Regions from separate parts of the Triticum aestivum genome. Here region 2 is linked to region 1. The links are chromatin contacts, called in public Hi-C maps. All regions are on one chromosome and are shown on one strand. The core of a region is the stretch at or near the end of the contact, and the rest is flanking DNA. Distances in the headings are between cores, read along the strand shown. Region 1 holds the start of LOC123096004 (cathepsin B-like protease 2). Region 2 has its middle 79 kb from the start of LOC123096010.

Region 1 (6,277 bases), core at 2,266-4,765:
AAGATTTTTGCAAGGTGGCTAACTTTATTGCCCTCTAAAATTGCATTGTGTCGTTCTGGAATTAGGTCAATACGAAATTGAGGATGTACCTTCTTCTTTTCAACTCCATGTCTGGGTGTGTGTGTGGAGGGTTTTCCGCATACTCTCCGCCATTTATTTGGTTTTTGGGTAGTCGGTTCCTTGATTGGATTAATGGAAGATGTTGATCTTGTGTGCCTTTGCGGGGTATTATCCACATTCAAGTGTTTGTGCTAAACATTGTTGCCTTCACTGTGAGTAAGGTTTGGTGCATGCATTTGCGTGAGAGACAGAGAGAGCATGAGAAGGCAAGTTGTTTGCACAAAGCCGGGAGAAGAAGAAAAATATTGCTCAAAATGGCCTATAAACTAACCCTGGTCGAGCGACATCATACATTTATTAAGAATTAAATCGGGCATGTATTTCTTGCATTTTGTGGATTGTTGGCCCAATAAACCCAATCAGAGGGAGCATGGCCCGAGGGTAGATGCATGAGAAGTCTCGCAGAATGTCCAGTTTTAATAAGTTAATTGTGTTCGGCTAGTCATGTCATGTCGATGCCTTCTAATAAATGCCCCGAAGGAAATCCATAGAATGGTGTTGTGTTTCACTAAACAGAGCAAATATACGCTAGTCATGTCATGTCGGTGGCTTCTGACAAATCCCCCGAAAGAAATGCATGGGATGGTTTTGTGTTTCACGCAACAGAGCAAATGTACAAAATTGCAAAAGGATTCCCTCAGACAGAAACATCGAGGGCCTATTTGTAAGATTTTAAAAGCGTGATAGTAAAAAAACACGGGAATGGAGAGTCACGTCACTACATGATTGGCACAAGAAAAACATGAGATTCTTCACGGAAGGTTGACGTGTGGGAAATTTCCTTTGAAATCTAGTATGAACAGATGAAACAAGTCTTAAGAAAAAAAAACGTGACCCTACAAATCAAAGAACACGCGTAGGGAAACAAAATCATAAGAACTAGTAGAATCCTCTAAAACTCTCCTGCCAACCATTTGAACCAAAGAGGCCCCGAAGCAACGGCAACGCAAATAAAGCTGATATATACTCCCGCAAAATAAAGAGAGAGAATAAAGCTGATATACTACTACGTTTTAATCAGCAAGCCGTTGATTGTGGCGTGGCAGCACCCGCGCCGTTGCCGGATGACGATGTCGCACGCTACGCTGCCTTGCAGAGTGAATAGCATAAAACTACCACAATTCGCGTTAGGGTTCTAAAAAACTATCAAATTTTTGTTTGTGACTGATAATTATCAGAATCGTCGTCGGTTGTTTCAAAAAACCCAAATCGTCCATTGCTAAGAAACTAAGCCGCTTTATAAGAGGTCGGGCCCGCACCTAAACAAGCCGTCTGTTTGACTGTTTGTTTGACCGTTAACTGACATGTGGGGCCCACATGTCAGTGTCTCATTTACAAACAACTCTTAAATCCCCTTGTACTTAAAGCAATCAGGTCCCTGAGGTGAGGCCGCGCCCACCCTGAGGAACAGCGCCGGCCAGGTTGCTGGAACGGGCGGCGCAGGGAGCAACTCGATGCGCCGGTCCATGGCGACGTAGCCTCGAGGTGGTGGCGGTGTGGCCGGCCTCAGTGCGGAGGCGGGCCTCCACATGGGCGACGGGATCGATCCATGGCGGCGCCGGCAGGTGGTGGCGGTGTGGCCGGCCTCGCCGCGAAGGCGGGCAGCGGAGGTAGCCGGCCTCGCCGCGGAGACGGGCAGCGGAGGTCGCCGGCCTCTCTGCGGAGGCGGGCATCGGAGGTGGGCAGTGCGCCCCTCCATGGCACGTGGCGGCGCGGCTCTTGCCGGAGCATGGCCTCCCGCACGACGGTGGAGCGCCGGCCCCGCTGGTCTCAGGCGGCGCGGCCTGTGCCTGATCTGGCCGGTCCCGCAGGTCTCCGGCGTTGACTTGGCACGCGGCGGCGACATGGCCAAGGAGGCGCGCGGCGGCGGCATGGCCGACGGGATTTTCTGGCCCAAATTGCTTTTTCAAAATGATTGAGGGACTCGATTGCTTTTTAAAAATGTTTATAGGGGTTATTCTGTAAAAATAAGGGCATATTTTTAAATATGTAAAAGAACCAAGGGGTTCAAGAAAAAATTTACATGCGAATTTTTTTGAAGGGACACTGACATGTGGGCCCCACATATCAGTTAACGGTCAACACAAACAGTCAAACGGACGGCTTGTTTAGGTGCGGGCCCGACCTGTCATAAACCGGCTTAGTTTCTTAGCAGCGGTTGATTTGGGTTTTTTGAAACAGCCGACATCGATTCTGGTAGTTATTAGTCACGAACAAAAATTTGGTAGTTTTTTGGAACCCTAACGCGAATTGTGGTAGTTTTATACTATTCACTCTGCCTTGCACGAGGGCACGCCATGCCATGTTCTCGTCGAACGAGGCCTATGATGCGTCCCGATGCTCGGCGCCAACGGAGGGGTTGCGCGTCCGCCTTCGCGTTCAGACGCCATACATATCGCACCGCCTCCGGCGAGGCAGCGACGGCTGCCCTAGCGCCGGATCCATGCATCATTTGGGCGGACGCAATGGATTTCCAACGGAAGGAGTCCGAGCGCTGCCGTGCACGGGCCTCCTCCCGGGAGCGGCGGAGCGCAAGCCGGATGGCCATCTTGCTCCTCTGGGCCGCGTGGGATGAGCTCGGGGTCGACGGATCTGGAGGTGAAGGACTCGGATCCGCTGCCCGTCGTGCCGGAGACGGTCGGACGGCGCTGGAGATGAGCTTGGGTGGCGGAGGGGGGCAAAGGGGAGTGGAGTGAAGTGGATAGGGTTTGGTCCGGCGAGTGGATGGGAAGGAATATATGTGGGGTCGAGTGGGCCAGTGTGGGCCGGGTCCGACGTGATGGACGTGCCCGGCCCGCCCGAACGCCCTCTTATCCGCCCCATATTTAGGTTCGATATGAGAGGTGCCAGTCAGCCCGGGCGTTTGGGGTCCGTTTGAGGTGCTCGACTGGGTTGAAATTTCGTGACCAGTCAGTGACCGAGTGGGCCGCCTGGGTGTTTGAGGAGGGTTTGGGTGCCCGAGCTGCTTTCACATCACTGCATGATTGTGCACAGGGAAAACATGAAATTCTTCAAGGTTGGAGTGTGGGAATTTTCCTTTGAAATCTAGTATGAACAAATGAAACGAGTCTTAAGAAGAAAAACATGACCCTACAAACCAAAGAACACGCACAGGGAAAAAATCATAAGAATTAGAATCCTCTAAAACTCTCCTGTAAATCATTTTCAACCAAAGAGACCCCGAAGCAACAGCAACGCAGATAAAGCTGATGATATACTCTCGCAAAATAGAGAGAGAGAGAGAATAAAGCTGATATATACTAGTACTACGTTTTAAACAGCAAGCCGTTGATTCTGGCGTGGCAGCACCCGCGCCGTTGCCGGATGCTGACGCCGCACGCCACGCAGCGAGATTGGCCAGGAACGGAAAGGGACCGCGCGCGTCATCTCCGTCCAATAAAAAAGGCTGCGTGGGCGAAGAGGAGAATCAAAGCGACTCTCCTGACAGCAGCAGCTAGCCAGCTACTCCTGCTTTGCTTTGCTTCCCCGTCGAGGAAGAAGGAAGATGGGGGGGCGCGGGCGTCTCCCTTGCGCTGCTCGCCGCCGTCGTCCTCTCCGCCGTCGCTGCTGCCCCGCAGGTTCGCTTCTTCTCCCCCGATCGATCCCGTCGCCGCTCGAGTCAACTCTCACAGATCCGGTCTGGTTCGTTACCAAACTTGCGGAGATTAGCAATTTAGCAGGGTACGGTTTTCCGTTTAGGGAAACTTTGAGGATCGCAAGCTTAATGGGCCCCGACCGTCCTCGCCGGGAGGACCCGCAGCGGAGGGGCCTCCCGCGCCGTGCTGTTGGAGCTCGATGGCGAGCCAGCTTAGGCCACGCCTTTCCCTGATAAGCTTATGCCAACACTGAAACTGAAAGTAGAATAGAGTAGCTCTGAAACAAAATTCTGTTTTTGTGTGTGCGCGTAAGAACAAAAACCTGATCCTAGCAAGTAACATCGAATGGATAGGATCACGATGTTACGCAGTTAGCCAAATCACATACTCCCTCCTATCCAAATTATACTAAAGTTGTACTAGAGCTGCGACAATTAATTTGGATAGGAGGTAGTAGTACATATTTGCTTGACATCTCTATGTCCATGCAGCTAGTCGGAGCAGCCAAGGCAGAGCATTCCCTAGGAATCATCCAGGTGACTTTTAGTCCCACTCAAATTGACACCATCTCTAAATCTATTGTTTGTATTACTCTTCATGATATGGTGTTGTATTGTACTGTCGCAGAAAGACATCATTCAGACGGTCAACAAGCATCCCAATGCCGGGTGGACGGCTGGACACAACCCCTACTTCGCAAACTACACTGTAAAACTAAACAGCAATGCCCTCCTGTTGTTGTCACCAAGGCAACATTTTTTTTTCTTCCTTGTATTCTGACCTGAAAATCACCCTCTTCCATGCAGATTGAGCAATTCAAGCATATCCTGGGAGTGAAGCCAACGCCTCCGGGTTTGCTCGCTGGTGTTCCGATCAAAACCCATCCAGAATCAGTGGGTCTCCCCAAGGAGTTTGACGCTAGAACTCAATGGTCCAGTTGCAGCACAATTGGGAACATACTTGGTAAGTTCAACAAGATAACCCAATGTTGACCCACTTTCAAGTTTCATCCAGAAATTGGTTACCTGCATCCTTTTGATTACTTTGACTCACTCCATTTCCTCTCCACCTTTCCAATACACTGGAAAAACGCGGAATCTCATGAGCAGATCAAGTAAGAATATTCACACTACCTTAAATTGTTAGCTCCATGAATGCTTACTGAATCATGCAAGGTGCTCAAGGTATTATGTATGTATTGGTTAACAATGGCAGGGTCACTGTGGTGCCTGTTGGGCCTTTGCTGCCGTGGAAGCTCTCCAGGATCGTTTCTGTATTCATCTCAACATGGTGAGTGCATATGAACGATGTATCTGCTCTCAAACTACTTTCAAACAGGCACGTTTGGTCCTTATCCTTACATAACCAAGTTGCTGTTTGTACTCCTTGCAGAGCGTCACACTTTCGGTCAATGACCTACTGGCTTGCTGTGGTTTTCTATGTGGTAGCGGTTGTAATGGAGGATATCCTATCAGCGCATGGCGCTACTTCCGTCGCAGTGGCGTCGTCACTGAGGAGGTATATATGATACTTTTCCACTTTGTACCACTTGAATGTTCCGATCCTCCAAGAGCGATAAGTTTCTGTTATCTAATAAAATGGTTGGTGTGTGGAATATGTCAAACATTGCAATGTAAACTCAACGTCTCGGCAGTTGTTAATGCGAGATATACTGAAATTCTTCTGTAAATCTTACAGTTGAATTAGTGCATAGATGCTATGTGGTGCGAAATTCTAACAGTGTATATTTGAATCAAAACATAAGGCCATAAGGGAGTTACTTCCTCTGTGCACTATTATAAGATGATGTATGTAGACATGCTTTAGTGTGTTTTTTCACTCATTTCAGTCTGTATGTAGTCCATATTGAAATATCCAAAACATCTTATAATAGTGGACGGAGGGAGTAGTAGTTAGTACGAGCATATTGTATTCTACAGTTTTACTGATTATATAAATTCATCCCAAGTTGCTTTGAGAAAAAAAAATACAAGTGTCTTTGTTTAAAGCTTAGGAAAATTCTTGCAGCAATGCAGCTTACCACGAAACATAAAATACATGAACCATTGTCGAAATTTCCATTGTTCTTCATGAAAATTGATCCGATGCACATATATGGCTTCTCTTTCCTGGCCTACAATGGCCGAAAGTTAGATCATGTCCATCCTTGGCGGCTGCTTTGTTAGCTTCATCATTTTGGGTTTTCTCCTGTTTCATATTAATGTATATTTACTTAAGTAGCGCTTTCCCCTGTTTGCTGTATAAAATTCTGCTTGGCATACCACTTACCCGGAAAAGAAAAACCACTCTTTGGCAGTGCGATCCATACTTCGATCAGACTGGTTGCCAGCATCCTGGATGCGAGCCAGCTTATCCTACACCAAAATGTCAAAGGAAATGCAAGGTGGAGAACCAAGTGTGGAAGGAAAATAAGCATTTCAGTGTTAACGCGTACAGAGTACATTCCAATCCCCATGATATCATGGCAGAGGTCTACAAAAATGGCCCTGTAGAAGTTGCTTTCACCGTTTATGAGGTAAACTTTTAGTATTTTTCCTATT
Region 2 (6,277 bases), core at 2,504-5,003, 790 kb before region 1:
CCTCCTTAGATATGCATCGTTGGAGTACTCCCGTGACATTTTATATATATATATATAATTCGCCTTCATAGACCTAATAAGTTTTGGATCTTCTAATGATCCGACATGCATCAGTTTGGTCATCGGGCAACTCTTTTCGGAGTAGGTATATGAGGAGTGGTTTTGTCCATGGCGCAATCACCGCCATGATTTCATGGGCCGAGGATGTCTCTTCGATGGCCGAGCCCCCGACTATTTCCTCGTCTGGTTCGATGGTCGTAGGGATGAACTCTTCGGTGTCATTTGATTTGACTACCTTATCCCCGTCTTGCCAGGATACAGATGGTTTAAAAAGTCGTTCCAGGAAGGTGTTTTCCGGAACTTTGTCGCGTTTAGCGCCCATTCTGGTAAGGATATCTGCAGCTTGATTCCTATCCTTGGGATATGGTGAAATTCTAGCCCCTCAAGTCGGGCTGAAAATGTTAAGACGATGTTTCAGTATGCCGTAATCCTCGGGTCCTTTGTGTGGAATTCTCCATTTTACTTTCTGAGGTGCAGTTTTATTTATAAGAAGATGGCATTTCTTATTATAAGAGGGATGGCATTTTTATTATAAGAAGATATCATTTCTCATTATAAGAGGATGCCATTTTTATTATTAGATGATGGCAATTTTATTTTGTAAGAGAAAGCCATTTTTTATAATATTTTTTATGATGGCATTTTTATTATTTAAGATGATGGTATTTTTATTGTAAGAGGATGACATTTTTTGCTTATAGGATAAGAGGATGTCATTTTTATATTTTATATGAGCATGCTGTTTTTTATAATAGGATGGCATTTTTATTTTTGTGAGGATAGCATTTTTATTAGAGGATGACAGTATTATTATAAGAGGATGGAATTTTTTATTTGTAAGATAAGAGGATGGTAATTTTATTATTAGAGGATAGCAGTTTTATTTATAAGAGCATGGCATTATTTTATTTTATAATAGGATTGAAATTTTTATTATCGTGAGGATGGCATTTTTATTAATTTAAGAGGGACAACATTTTTAATATTGAGAGGTGGCATTTTCTTTTACTGCCATTTGTAATACTAGCATGGTAGTTTTATAAAGTCTCATGGCAATTTTCAGTTTCATATCACGGCTCATAATTTCTTTTTTCTCTGTTTATATAATAAGAAAATATTTATTTATATGGCATTTATAAAAAATGCAGTAAACTGGGCCTCCGGCCCGACGGAGGTTCGCCGCGCGGTCTCCTCTGGGTGGCCGAATTGTTCGCTGGGAGCTGCTCCCCTGACGAACGAAAACGTTGGTTTGAGAGCAGCTCCCTATGAAAGGATCGCCAGTTATTGGTGTCTCTCTTCTTTCTTTTTTTTTGCGAGAAAAAAAAGTCGTACAGGTGATATATTTTGCTCATTATTTTTCCACGCCTCCAATCACGCTTGTCACGCGAGAGTGACAGGTAGTCCCGGACAAGCCAGCACTTTCGCCATTGTCCTTCTTTCGATGAATCTACTCCCGAGGAAAGTAGCATGAAGCTGTCCGCACCAGGGTCAACGAAGGACGAAAGTGATACCATTGTTAGCTGTACCTTGATATGACCTAATACTCCCACAATGCTATTAATCTAAGCTAGGTTGGAACGAGGTGCACCAAAAGGATGGCAGTTTCCATTTGCTTAAAAGAGAGATGATAACATCATTTTCACCAGTAAAAAACATTACTACTATGAAACTGCCAACTCCACATGCACTTGAAGGCTGGCAACATATTGGGAGATCAAACAGCATATGCATGCACAAGTAACGAAGCCAAATTTGGCAGACGTCGGTCTTCCAGATCATCCAGCACCATCTGCTAGTAGGCATCATCTTGATTACATCTACTGGTACTTATATATATCTACATTTTGTAAGCCTTCTTAGCCCTTGTCGATCGATCACTACGTCCTAATCAGCGAATCTAATCGCACCCCACGAACGGATCAAAGGCGGCTTTTCTCCACTAGTGCGCGGCACAACACACGACATAACTGACCCATAAACCCGCCTTTTCCTGCATGCATATATACCGGTCCTCGATCTGCAGCTGCAAATTAAAGAGGGAAAAAAGGGAAGATAAACTGATCGAGAGATCGCTGCGTGATCACGAGCCGTTATGGTTTTCTCCTTTGCGTCTTTCGCTCTCTAGATTCTCCGGGTTTTTTAATTGGCTCTTTTGATATCTCTATCTATCTTTAATCCTTTGCATATACACCACATTTTTGTATGATCCGTCGACGTGGGCGTGTGTAGTGCGCCCAATGATGAGTTACTTCCTTCTCCTCGCAGGAGGCTCTGATTGGAGAAACCCTTCTTTGCAAAGAAAGGGGCAGGCCGGTCCCTGCATGCGTACTACGTCGGTGCACTTGCCAATTAAACAAGGCCGGATCGTATCGTGTCGTACCGAGCGTTATGGGGCAGCATGCCCCATATAGGCAATGGCGCTCCGCCTGAGAACGAACAACCACACATGATCGAATGGATACTTGGTTGCTTATTAATCGGAGCTGGATCGGTCGATTCCCGTACGTACTGAGCGATGGCGACTGTGCTTGGATATGTCCGTGTGCCTGAGCGAATGTGCGTGCTTCTCAAGATTTTCAGGCACATGGCACACGATGTGACGGCCGGGGCCGGGGATGGGGAGCGAAATTGACGGTTTCTTCTTCAGGTTAGATATTCAGGGTGCAGGTGCGGCTCTAGACCACAAGCTCATGGTGTGTCACTGTTTCTCTTCTTCTTGTTCATAATTTCGTTGGGTCGACTGATCGATCTGGTGCACCTGAACAATCTGGACAGACAAGTTTGTCAACGTAATCAATACGAGCGAGCGATTATTCGATCGACACTCTGGAAGAAGGGTGATCAGTTTTGTACCAGTGGCAATTCTTGGTTTGCAGAAGAATTTAGATGCCTGCAATAACTCCAAGCGCTCGATAGCTAGATATTTGTTATCCATTGCGATTTTTTCCTGATCCATAGCAGTCCTAATACATTCAGTCAGTTCCACACACAAAAAATACAGTCAGACAGTGTTAAAAATCAAGTGTGAGAAGCTAAGCTGGGGCCCGATCTGGGGAGAGGAGCGCAGGGGTCGATGGAAAGCGAAAACTAAGGCATGAACTACAACATGTAAAGTAGAGCTCTGAATGGTCAATTCTTGCTTGTTGGAGTAGGGCAGATGAGACATGTATACCAGATAGTCAGATGCTAGCACCACGAGTGCGGTGTGGTGTGGGCACCATAGGCCCATAGCTAGCTAGCTAGCCAGCATTATCAAGAGGGCGGCGGCCCACACAGTTTGCCGCATCCGAGCTGATCTGAGCAACCGGATGAGATGAGCCCCCACAGCGCCCTCAATCACTGTGGTGTGGTGTGGTGATTATATCTATGATATGGCCATGGCACCTGGCGGCATGCCCAACATCTTTCTCCAGTTAGTCACTTTCTTCCTCAGAGTCAAGTCAGTAGTGCTACTACACTCATTCAGTAGCCACCCAGCCCTTTTAAGACACTAGGGCTACATGCCCCTCCTGGCTGGTCTTTTGCTTGCTTGCATGCATTGCATGGCCCATTGGCCCCCCGGCCCACATTCCCATTATTCCCATTTCTTCACCTCCTTTTAACTCCTCTCCTCTCCCACACACACACACACATAGAGAGACACATGCCGCATATACACATCTCGCTGTCACTCTCTTCTCTCTCTCGCCTGTGCGGTGCCACAGGGGAAAACAGAGGAGAGTACTAAAGATAAGAAAGCGATGTGTGTGTAGAGAGGGAGAGGGAAGGGGAAGGCGAAGGGGAATCACGTACGTACACACCACCGGTGCAACAACTTGCCGCCGTGGTAGGCCAGCCGGGCAGGCCCATAACGGCACTGGTCATAATAAATTATTAAAGCCGACAGCGCCTCGCTGCGATTGGGCATCCCGTCGACGTGGGCCGCTCTGCCGCCATGCATATGCATGCACTCCCCGCAGCCCGCACCGCACCCACATATCTTATTTTTCCTTTAACATGTGGGAGCTAGCTTAGATGTTTTCTGTATACACAACTCTTCTTCGTGCACATGCAACACTACAATCGTATTTTATGGGTTGCGGCGGCTGCAGCTACGATTTTGTTGATTTGAGCCCCCGACAATATGGGCTAATTATGCGAGAAATTAAGTGGATGGACCATGCTCGTGCACGTAATTGATGAAGAATAGGGAGGGTACCGTCCGGCCGAGCGTATTTAAGTGCGTTCGTTTCCCATCAAAATCCATCTCCTCTTTGGCGTAGTAGTACGAACGAACAATAGTAAGAGGTTTGGTTAAGGAGGAATTGGGTGGGATGGATGGAAGGCCAGAGGGGCTTGTCACAGGAGATCTCCCAACTTGTTGTTGCGATTCTGGTTGGTTCACCGGGTCGGACTCGGGGACCAGCGAGCAGCTAGCCGGGCCGGGTGTGTGTGTGTGTGTGTGTGTAGCTTGGAGTTGAGGGTATCTGGTCCCGCCCCGACCCAAAGAGATGGACAACTGCTTTGAGCTGTGCGGCCAAGCCGAACGCCGTGGGGGGCCGAGCCGGCCGGCCCCGACGTGCCAAATGCCCAGGCCACCACCACCCAACAATATACTCCTACGTTTCTATACCACACCACCTATATAATATCTGTACGCAATTATGCGTATATATACACGTAGCGTGCATGTGCCAAAATAAATACAGCTGGTGGTTGCGTCGCGCTTGTTTTCCCTCTGGGCTGGCTCTCGGGCAGTGGGCCTGGAACGAAGTGGCGCGTGTGGGCCTCCTTTGGCAGCTCTCCGGCGGCATCCGATGCAGGCCCATCATCCACTTCCTTTGCAGCATTCAGTAAGTAATTCCTCTACACCTGACAAAAAAAAACTACACAGTCAGAGGGATCATCTACGGTGTAGCCGAAGACTGAACGAAGAAGTACAGAGTCTAGAGGGAGGGATATCTATCTCTACAAACATCGCAAAAGTTCAGGTGTGGCGAGCAGACCCGGGATGTGGCACTGGCCGGCGGCTCCTTCTTCTTCTTCTTTTGACATGCATGAAATGAATGGCCAATGATGAATGATACGATGCTGCAGTTCCTCACGGGAAATTTACCGGATCGGGGGCATTCGTCTGCGAATGAGCGGTTTTCGAGGGAGGATGGCGCAGCGCGTGGGATTTCGCGCTGTCAGCGACGCAGAGGAATCTGTTTGCCGCTACGTTCTGTAGGGTGCCGGGTGCGTACGTACGTAGCCCGGCCCTGGCAAAACAAAGGGGATGCACAGCACGCGGCAGCAGGCGCCGTGCAGGGGCAGAGGCCGGGCCTGGGTTCACGTTGTCTAGGTACGTAGCCTTTCCGTCCACATGCCTGCCGCTGCGTGAATGATGGGCCGATGATGATCCGGCCGGCCAAAGGATCCGCCTGGCTGCGCGCTGCAGCGCGCTCTCTGCATGCCTGCGCCCGCTGAGCGCCACTGGCGCCGGAGAACTTTTTTGAAATTGAGGCGGCCCAGCCCTGCCCTGCCCTGCCGTGCCGCGTGCGGCGAGCGAGCGGTGGATCCAAGGCGCGCTCTGCCGGCGCTGTACGACGCGCCTGCGCGCGCCGGCGTGGATCGAGCCGCCGGCTAGCTGGCTGGGGCAAAGGGAATGCGCCGTTTCCGAGGCGGGCGAGCTGTCGAGCTATCCCTGGGGGCTGCGCCGACTGACCGACCGGGCGGTTGCGCGCGCTGATCGCTTGGTCGTCGTCCGTATGCGAGGATCGGATGGAGCAGCTGTCTCATTCGGGCGGCAGTGGAGCTAGCCCCGCTGTCGTTTACCGCTTTTGTCCCTAGCCTTCACGCGGTACGTAGCCTGGTACCGCGGCGTTGGAGTCTGTGCAAGGAAATGTTGATCTGCTATGGTGAGAGAGACGGATGGCAGGAAGGCGGTCGAGCCAAAGAAAGGGTGCCCCGGTCGAGCGATCATTTTCTTGCCTAGAGCTTGGTCGTGGACTGATCGTGGAATTATCTTAGGTTCAAAATGAGGATTGATTATAACCTTTCCTTCATCTTTTTTGGCAGACAGAAGGTTCAATTACTTCAGTTCTTTTGACATTTGGGAAGCACTACGTAATAAACCGTCATTCTAGACGGTAGTTCCATTCAAATTTGACGTCTCACAAAACTAGGGCTTCCATCGCAAGCGCCTTCTTAAAACGATTTCTAGAATACTATCGGAGAAACCGTTTTCTATGGAAGC

Evidence for each region. A called contact is a pair of places that touch in the nucleus more often than the background predicts.
Region 2: a Hi-C map of leaf shows a contact between it and region 1, with 4 times the contacts expected there. The contact joins the enhancer-like site here to the promoter of LOC123096004 in region 1. A contact is called at or near these places in 2 of 5 Hi-C or Micro-C datasets (both in leaf).

Annotation. Positions count from the first base shown.
Region 1 is chr4D:37,647,413-37,653,689 of IWGSC CS RefSeq v2.1, reverse strand. It overlaps LOC123096004 (cathepsin B-like protease 2), which reads left to right and starts at 3,515. Exons shown (of 11, transcript XM_044517584.1): 1 at 3,515-3,698; 2 at 4,212-4,252; 3 at 4,344-4,424; 4 at 4,523-4,679; 5 at 4,826-4,830; 6 at 4,932-5,006; 7 at 5,109-5,234; 8 at 6,034-6,252. The coding sequence starts at 3,626.
Region 2 is chr4D:38,432,692-38,438,968 of IWGSC CS RefSeq v2.1, reverse strand. No RefSeq gene overlaps it. Among protein-coding and RNA genes, the nearest start is that of LOC123096010, 79 kb to the left of the region's middle. Within about 2 kb of position 3,753, at least 7 of the 8 cell types and tissues checked have an H3K27ac peak or open chromatin away from gene starts, as enhancers often do. A contact at or near this core is called in leaf, where this site is marked.